Regions from separate parts of the Pan troglodytes genome. Here regions 1 and 2 are each linked to region 3. A link is a contact called in public Hi-C data. All regions are on one chromosome and are shown on one strand. Each heading gives the region's core, a stretch centred on a gene start, on an enhancer-like site or on the middle of the called end of the contact. The rest is flanking DNA. Distances are from core to core; before and after follow the strand shown.

Evidence for each region. A called contact is a pair of places that touch in the nucleus more often than the background predicts.
Region 1: a Hi-C map of stem cell-derived neural progenitor cells shows a contact between it and region 3, with 5 times the contacts expected there. The contact joins the enhancer-like site here to the promoter of SMC5 in region 3. A contact is called at or near these places in 1 of 7 Hi-C or Micro-C datasets (stem cell-derived neural progenitor cells) and 1 of 1 datasets of contacts at active chromatin or transcription factors (stem cell-derived excitatory neurons).
Region 2: a contact with region 3 is called in a Hi-C map of stem cell-derived neural progenitor cells, with 4 times the contacts expected there. The contact joins the enhancer-like site here to the promoter of SMC5 in region 3. A contact is called at or near these places in 1 of 7 Hi-C or Micro-C datasets (stem cell-derived neural progenitor cells) and 1 of 1 datasets of contacts at active chromatin or transcription factors (stem cell-derived excitatory neurons).

The regions. Positions count from the first base shown.
Region 1 is chr11:61,108,069-61,110,768 of NHGRI_mPanTro3-v2.0_pri, forward strand. The region is part of intron 20 of TRPM3 (transient receptor potential cation channel subfamily M member 3); the gene reads right to left. LOC104007884 (a long non-coding RNA gene) reads left to right here. Exons shown (of 5, transcript XR_008537294.2): 4 at 2,178-2,265. Among named protein-coding and RNA genes, the nearest start is that of KLF9, 190 kb to the left of the region's middle. Within about 2 kb of position 1,448, at least 19 of the 24 cell types and tissues checked have an H3K27ac peak or open chromatin away from gene starts, as enhancers often do. A contact at or near this core is called in stem cell-derived neural progenitor cells, where this site is marked.
Region 2 is chr11:60,482,439-60,485,138 of NHGRI_mPanTro3-v2.0_pri, forward strand. No RefSeq gene overlaps it. Among named protein-coding and RNA genes, the nearest start is that of MAMDC2, 72 kb to the right of the region's middle. Within about 2 kb of position 1,328, at least 2 of the 24 cell types and tissues checked have an H3K27ac peak or open chromatin away from gene starts, as enhancers often do. A contact at or near this core is called in stem cell-derived neural progenitor cells, where this site is marked.
Region 3 is chr11:60,765,825-60,768,524 of NHGRI_mPanTro3-v2.0_pri, forward strand. SMC5 (structural maintenance of chromosomes 5) reads left to right here and starts at 1,375. Exons shown (of 25, transcript XR_010148677.1): 1 at 1,375-1,868.

The DNA of each region.
Region 1 (2,700 bases), core at 198-2,697, 340 kb after region 3:
GTATGTGTGTATGAGTATGTGTGTCTGCCTATCAATCAATCAATCTATCAATCATCTATTTATTAATCTGTCCATCCATTCTTCTCTCTTTCCTAGACTGAAGCTCTGAGGGCAGACCCTTTGTACCCCAGGCCTGTTACATAATAGAAACTCAATACATATTTGTCAACAGACTGACTGTTGTGTAGGCACTAACAGCAATTTTCCAGTTCCTTGCATATCCTAACTCCTTTGTGGGACTCTTGCCTTACCTTAAACTTAGAGGGGCTACCACGCATGGGTCTATGAAATGCACAGCTGGACAGCAGAAGTTGCACCCATCCTGCATCACAGACCACCCCAGGATGTGAGAAGCCAGGGAATGCCACTTAGTGAAGCTGTGCACCAGGGCCACCTTCCTCAATTGCTGGTGTTTACCTCTGAGGATTCCATCTCTTCAAACCATGACCAACCCCTTTCCCCACCTCAGAACCTCTCAAAGGAGAGGAGAGAAAAGACTGGAGGCAGGTCTATATCCAGCTATTTGTGTGAATCCTCATGTCCACTATAATGATTTACCTAATTCTCAAATACTAAGGAAGACGGGTTTTTGTAAGTCAGGGCTGGGACTTGGAAGCTGAGCAGGGTACCAGGAGCTACCTGGGAGCCCTATTTTTCACAGGCAGTGTCCTGCCCTAAGCCCTAGCCCAGGGTTTTTAAACTTCAGTGCACATCAGAATCACCTGGAAGGCTGGGTAAAATACAGATGCTGGGCCCTCAGTCTGGAGTTTCTGCTTCAGGAGGCTGGGGGTGGGGTGGAGGATTTACATGTCTAACAAGTTCCCAGCTCCTGCTGGTGGCCACAGTTTGAGAACCACTGCCCTAGTCATCAGCAATCTCTGCAGCTGGTGTTGTCCTGATGGCTTCTCACTCCCTGGCTGCATCTTAACAGAGCAAAAATCCGTGTATGTAGCTGGGAGAGGGGGTTGATGGGCAATGCCTTGAGCTTTTCCAACCCTTTGCTCACACTTTCCTAAAACTGCTAAACACAGAGGTTTGTAGTATCATTTTTAAATAGTGAAGCATTTTTTGGTAAAGTCCCAACATTAAAAAAGATGAGAGCAGAACAGTCCGGGGTGAGGCAGAAGTGGAAAGTCAAGAATCCCCCCTGCCTCCTCCACCTCTCGAACCAGCCCTCAGTCACCTGTCTTAGAACCCTGGGAGCCTGAGGAGCATCGTGGGGGAGTAGAAAGAGCAGTGAGTCTAGGGACGGATCTGTCAGGTTTCATACTCAGTTGTCCTTTCTAGCTGTGGGATACGGGGAAATTGCTAAAACCCTGAGTCTCAGTTCCCAGACCTGTGCAGTGGGACGTCATCATAGTCACGCCATCGACCTCACAGAGTTGTCGGCGGGGGTAGGATCCAGATGAGATAACGTCTACCCACGCATGCTGTAAACAGTGCCATGCTATTAAGGGATTACCGGGGCTTGCTTTGGTGACTCCGGGCAGAAGTATGTGGGGCTGGGAATGGGGGTATCATGGGAAACCACAAAGCCTTCCTTTTGTGTATCCCTGGGAAGGCACCAAAGCATGCAAACTTTTCCACATTTCCAGGATCTTGCGTCTGAGCTCTGGAGGTCCTGCGTGCTGACTGTGAAGAGGCAGGAAGGGCATGGCCTGTGGGGTCCTCACCCTTTGGTCGTCAAGCAACTCTTCAGTGAGTTCAGGGCAGGACACAGGGGTTGGGGCGCCGCCTCACTGAGCCGCAGAGGAAAAGGTCAGACTCGGAGGTGGTCACCGCCTCACTCCCCACGGGAAGCGGGAATCTTCAGTTGACCCCTTCCTGACTCCAGCCTCCAAAGCCCTGCCCTCCCTGCTATTCTATGCCTCTTCAGGAGAAATGGATATCCAGGCCTCGAGGCTCCTGGCAGCCTGCCCGTTTGGCAGCCTCTGCCAGAACAGTCCGTGGAGTACAGACTGCTCCCTGTCTTCTCCCAGTCTGGTCCCTGGAGAGACTCCAATCTCCCTGCTCGAGTCCTTCCCTTTTCTGCTTATCATGGGGAAGGAATATGCGTCTAGGCGTTAAATCGCTCGAGTGCCAGCTGGCACAGCACAGCCACAGGGCCCCAGCAGGAGCAGGCCTCAGTTCTCAGAGAGCTGCACAAAGACCAAAGCAAATTTATTACTGTTTTTCAGTTTACAAATGGGAAATCCACAACATTGGTCAAGAAGAAAAGGCACCATGAATGGGAAGACCGAAGTGTAGACAACCAGCTGGAACAAGGCAAGGCATTCCTTTTTTTTTTTTTTTTTTTTTTTTTAAATCCAGGCTCTTGTAAAATAAGACTAGCAGACCCACTCCCAAGTTCTCAGGATGGGGAGATGGTAGTCAGAGTTAAAATATCACCCAAATAGTTTAAAAACTCAAGAGAAGGGCTTAAGAGATAAGACATTTTTTAATGATCCCAGTACAACTGCATCTAACAGATACTGCATCTTTTCTCTGGAAGAGAACATTATAGAGCTGAAACCCTTGCCTTTTAACCTGTCTTTGTAATGAAGGCAAGAATGAAGTTGTGGATTTGTAGGAGTCCTTTTTTCCTATGGTGCCCAGTATGTTTTCCCACCCACTGCAGTATAGCATTTAGGGTTGTTCTTGAGCTCTTAAAGACCCAGTGGACTTGAACGGGAGCATTTCTTCCAGAAAGGGCCTGTCCTG
Region 2 (2,700 bases), core at 78-2,577, 280 kb before region 3:
CAAACACCTAATTGTAGAGTGGCAGAGGGAGCAGGAATCACTTGGTAAAGCATGACCCCTGGGTGTATGCTTTCTGCGTGAACTTGCAGGAGAGATGGCTGTTTTCTGCAATGATTTAGCCCCTTACTGCAACATGAAATATGGGAGCTTTCAGTGTTTATGTTTCCTACTATGTGGAAATGCTCATTTGCAGAGAGACTGACTGAATTCAACACAGACTGAAGCATAAGGAAAGAAAGAGGAAGAGTTGAAGACCAAGTTTAGGCTATCACTACCCATGAGGCCCCATAACACACATTCCTCTCTCATCATTTTGTTATCCAACCTACCTTTGATTTTGAGATACTCCAGCATCTTTACTATGAATTCATTTTTTTTTTTTTTAAGACAGAGTCTCACTCTGTTGCCCAAGCTGGAGTGCAATGGTGCGATCTCGGCTCACTGCAACCCTCTACCTCCCAGGTTCAAATGATTCTCTTAGCTTCCCGAGTAGCTGGGATTACAGGCGCCCACCACCATGCCCAGCTAATTTATGTATTTTTAGTAGAAACGGGGTCTCACCATATTGGCCAAGCTGGTTTCGAACTCCTGACCTCAAATGATTCACCCACCTCTGCCTCCCAAAGTGCTGGGATTACAGGCATGAGCCACTGTGCCCTGCCAAATTCATTCTTTTGTTTAAGTTCATTCAAGATGGATTTCTGTCATTAGCGAATCAACAGTTGAATTGAATTGTGGTGAAGAGTACCCTGATATTATTACTGGGTTATTACTTCTAAATCATTAGTTTATTAATTGTGTGTATTCGTCTCTTTCCTCTCCAATTTATGGTTACTTATTTTGATTGTGTAGAGTTTGAAGTAAGAAGGTCAAACTTAAGACGAAAGGTTAGGTGTGCTGTGATTCACAGCCACAGCTTCGTCCTAACACACTGCCAGAAAATCACCTCAAATTAAGGGGGTTGCTGCTGGCAGGGTAGAAATCTATTTTTAAAAAGTAGAAGTAGCATATAAATGGAACACATATGGGTCATGAAGCAAACTTCTCCAGCTAAAACGGTGATGCCTACCTACAAGAATGCAGCTCTCTATCACGTGGAGGCAGTGCGCTAGTGACAGTGACAGCAGTTTCAAACGTAGAAAGACAAGCCCGTTTTTCACTTAAACCCAACCGAGTCACAAACAATCCAAACGCCAGACCCATCCTTCCCCAACGTGTGACCTAACTGAAATTTCTAGCAAAATTTTAGCCACCTAACTAGCAACTGTAAACTAGCACCCCCTAAGCCTTTCTCGTTTCCGCCACTGGGTGGCAGCCAGCTGCCAGGTGTCAGATCAGTGAGGAGACAATTTTCTTGGTAGGGGGAGAATGCGGTCATCCCACGTGCCCTATTTGGGAGTGATCCCTCACTCATACCCCTTGCTGAAAGCATACACCTGGTGGTCTTGTTTGACCACAGTATCCCTTCCCCCTCTGTTACTCTTGGTCCTCAAATCCCTTGATCAGCCCCTGGAGCAGCCAATCATTGACTAGTCAGAGTCCCACCAGATTCGTTCTCCAGAAAGTAAAGTAAGAAAGGGGTGACCTAGTTGGTAGTGAAAGCTGGAGTTCAAAGATCTCATGGACCAAAAAGCACAAGCAACTAAAGAAAGAAAGAAAGAAAGAAAGAAAGAAAGAAAGAAAGAAAGAATAAATAAATAAATAAATAAAGACTTCATCAAAATCAAAAATTTTGTGTGTCAAAAGACACAATCAAGAAATTAAAAAGAACCCACAGAATGGGAGAAAATATTTGTAAATAATATATCCGATAAGGGCCTAGTATCCAGAATGTATAAAGAATTTTACAACTCAATAACGAAAAGACAAACAATCCAGTTTTAATCTTGGACAAAGGATCTGAATCGACATTTATCCAGAGAAGATAGGCAAATAACCAAGAAGCCCATGGAAAGATGCTCAACATCACTAGCCACTAGGGAAATCAAAATCACTACTTTATTCCCACTAAGAAGGCTATATATATATATATTTTTAAGTGAGTGTTAGTGAGGATGGGGAGAAACGAAATTTTCATATATTTCTGGAATGTAAAATGGTACAGCCACTGTAGAAAACAGTTTGGCAGTTCCTCAAAAAGTTAAAAAATATGAAAAAAATATTACCAAATATGACCCGGCAATTCCACTCCTAGAAATATACTCAGGAGAGTTGAAAATATCTGCTCACACATACATTCATATATAAAAGTTCCCAGCAGCATTGTTCACAGCAGCCAAAAGACAGGGTTAACAACTCAGATGCCCACTGACTGATGACTGGATAAGCAGAGTGAAGTGAATCTACACAAGGGTTTTGGGCATAAACCTAGGAGTGGGATTGCTGGGTCATATGATATTCTATGTTTAACTTTTTGAAGAACTGCTAAACTGTTTCTGGAAACTAACTTTTACCTGCTTCTTCTACTGCTTGAGGTACTGGATGGATGATAAAGAATATGAAATCAGCAGTCAATATTTGTGGCCATGTACTCTACAGTTTCACAGAGCTGTTTTCTTTCTTTTTTCCTTTTTCGTTTTCTTTTTTTTTTTGGTACAGAGTTTTGCTCTTGTTGCCCAGGCTGGAGTGCAATGGTGCGATCTCGGCTCACTGCAACCTCCACCTCCCAGGTTCAAGTGATTCTCCTGCCTCAGCCTCCCT
Region 3 (2,700 bases), core at 125-2,624:
GCCTTCCCACCTCAGAGCTTTTGTCCTTACTGGTATGTTCCAGCAAAATTCTTTTGCCTGGGGTGCTCTTTTCTCAGATCGTCACAGTTTCTTCTCGTCCTTCAGAGTTTATCTTAAACACCACCACCTCTCTAAGAGGCCTTCCGTACCTCCCACCCATCAGGTTCATTTTGTTTTCTTCCTAACACCTGTCACAGTCCGACATTATCCTAATCATTTGTTGTGTCAGCCTTAAGTAGTGAAATTCAGAAAATATCATTAAGTATAGAGTTTATTCTAACGCAAAGCTTGAGGACAGCCACCTGGAAACACCAACTCCAAACAAATAGGGTCAATGTTCCAAAGTGAAGTTAAGGTTTCATTTACACAGGCAGAAACAGAGAAGGTTCAGCAGGAGTACATTTTCAATACAAGAGCAGTGCATAAAGTACAGCGATTAGATTAGTTATAGATAGCTACATTCCAAGGAAGATAACTATATTAATTTATGAAGGGGGTAGTGATCTGAGGGGGTCTTACCTCTGTCTCTGTTTGGTCTTCCTGATTATAGGAAAAAACAAGGCAGACATTGCAGCTGTATGCCATGGGACTCAGGCCCCATCGCCACATTCTTCGCAAGGCTCAGAATAATTTAAAGTTCCAACAGCTTTAAGTTTGAATTATTTAATTTCACAGTTGATTCACTTGTTCTTTTCCTGTCTCCCACAATAGAAAATAAGCTCCCAGGGATGCAACCTTGGCAGGCTCCTAAACTGCCACGGCTCCAGTTTCTTGTAGATTAGACATTCACTGTTGGTTGAATGAAAGAAGTTCTAGACAGGCCTCGGTGTGCTGCCTCCTCTTTAACGAGAGGGCTTACTAGATGAATGTGAGCAGACGGAAGCAGAACACCCTCTTAATGAAGGCAGCGCATTCTAGCTCAGGGATTTCTAGAAACCTCGGGGGCGGAAGTTTAACCAGAGAATTAGGAGGCAAGGGGACGAGTAGCAATGAGGTTAACCTGTGCAGTGTAGTCATTTCACGAGTTTGAGAACGCCTAGCACGATGCCTTAACGGAGCGTCGGGCACAGAGTCATTTGGGAGGATTTCTTTTTCGGATTTTTGAGACAGGAACCTGATTTGAAGCAACAGGGAAGAACACCAAGAGGACGAAGAGCCAAGGACGGGCGTGCCCGGGAGCTCTCACCTGGAAAGGGTGGGAGCAAGCAGGGCCTGACGTCCTCCTGCCTTGGCGGCCGTGGACGCCCCAGGTGCCACCCACAGAAGCCTCCCACCACACATGACTGAGGCTCGGGAAGCAATAAAGTGGCTTTCAAAATACTAAACGCAATTGAGATTTTTTCCTGAGTTTAAAAAAAAAAAAAAAGGAACTGAATGCCGAAATATACGGAGAAGAAACTCCAGTTGCCACGTCCCCGAACGTCTCCACCCAGTCCTGCCTGCTGTTTCGCCCTCAGTCTGGGCCTCGCACGGCGCGGCGGAGCGCGGGAGGGGCGGGGCGGGCCTGCTGACGTCGCCGGACCTGAACTGCGCAGGCGCGGCGCGAGATCGCGGGAGCGAGCGCGCGGTAACAGTTCGCGGCAGTTCGCGCGGGAGCGGGGCGCGTGGGTGGTTGGGCGCTTGGGCGCCTGGGCTGCCGGACGGTGGGAACGGAAGTCGCTGTGGGACGCTGAGGAAACCAGGATGGCGACTCCGAGCAAGAAGACGTCAACTCCAAGCCCCCAGCCTTCCAAGAGAGCTCTCCCGAGAGACCCTTCGTCGGAGGTCCCGAGCAAGAGGAAGAATTCGGCCCCGCAGCTGCCGCTGTTGCAGTCGTCCGGGCCTTTCGTGGAAGGCTCTATCGTCCGCATCTCGATGGAGAACTTCCTGTAAGTTGCCCGGAGGCCGCGCCGCGGGTGTGGAGGTGTGCTGGCCAGCAGGCCCCGGGGCGCCGGCAGCGCGCGGGCGTGGGCGTGTGGGTGTGTACCTGGCTTGTGGGTCTGGCCTTGAATTCGTGCCGGGGTTCCCTTGAGGATTTTCCTACGTAGGCTGTGGAGATTGACGTGTATGATGTAGGAGATGTGTGCCTTGGGTGATGTGGTTTTTAAATTTAGTCAGCCAAGGTTTTCCAAAGGTGTCATGTAGCAGGTAGTGGTTGTAGGAGGGAGTAGGTCTCTGCCCGCTGGGAGTCGCGATCCATAGCGGCCCTGGTCTGGAATTCACAGAAGTATTGTCCCCGGGAACTTAAGAGGAGGCAACAGTTAATTCGGCGTGGTAGTGATTCTGTGGCGTATTCTTAGGGTAGGCATTTGCCAGAGAGGAGTAGATAAGACGGTAAAGGTTGTTCGGGAATGGAGGTTACAGGTACAAAAAAATTAAACCCTTACTGGCAATTGTTGGACCTCCCTACAAACCCTTGACCCCACTAAACCCAGTTTTCTTCCCTGGTTCCTCCCTCTCCCCTTCAGACAACTAGTTACCGCTTTAGAATTTAGTAAGTTTTAAATATATCATGTATTTGCCTAGCACCTTCCAGTTCATTTGTTCCAGGTCTTTTTCTTTTTTTTTTTTTGAGACGGAGTTGCGCTCCTGTAGCCCACGCTGGATGGAGTGCTGTGCCGCGATCTCGGCCCACTGCAACTTCCGCCTCTCGGTTTCAAGCGATTCTTCTGGGTCAGCCTCCCGAGTAGCTGGGACTACAGGCGCGCGCCACCACGCCCG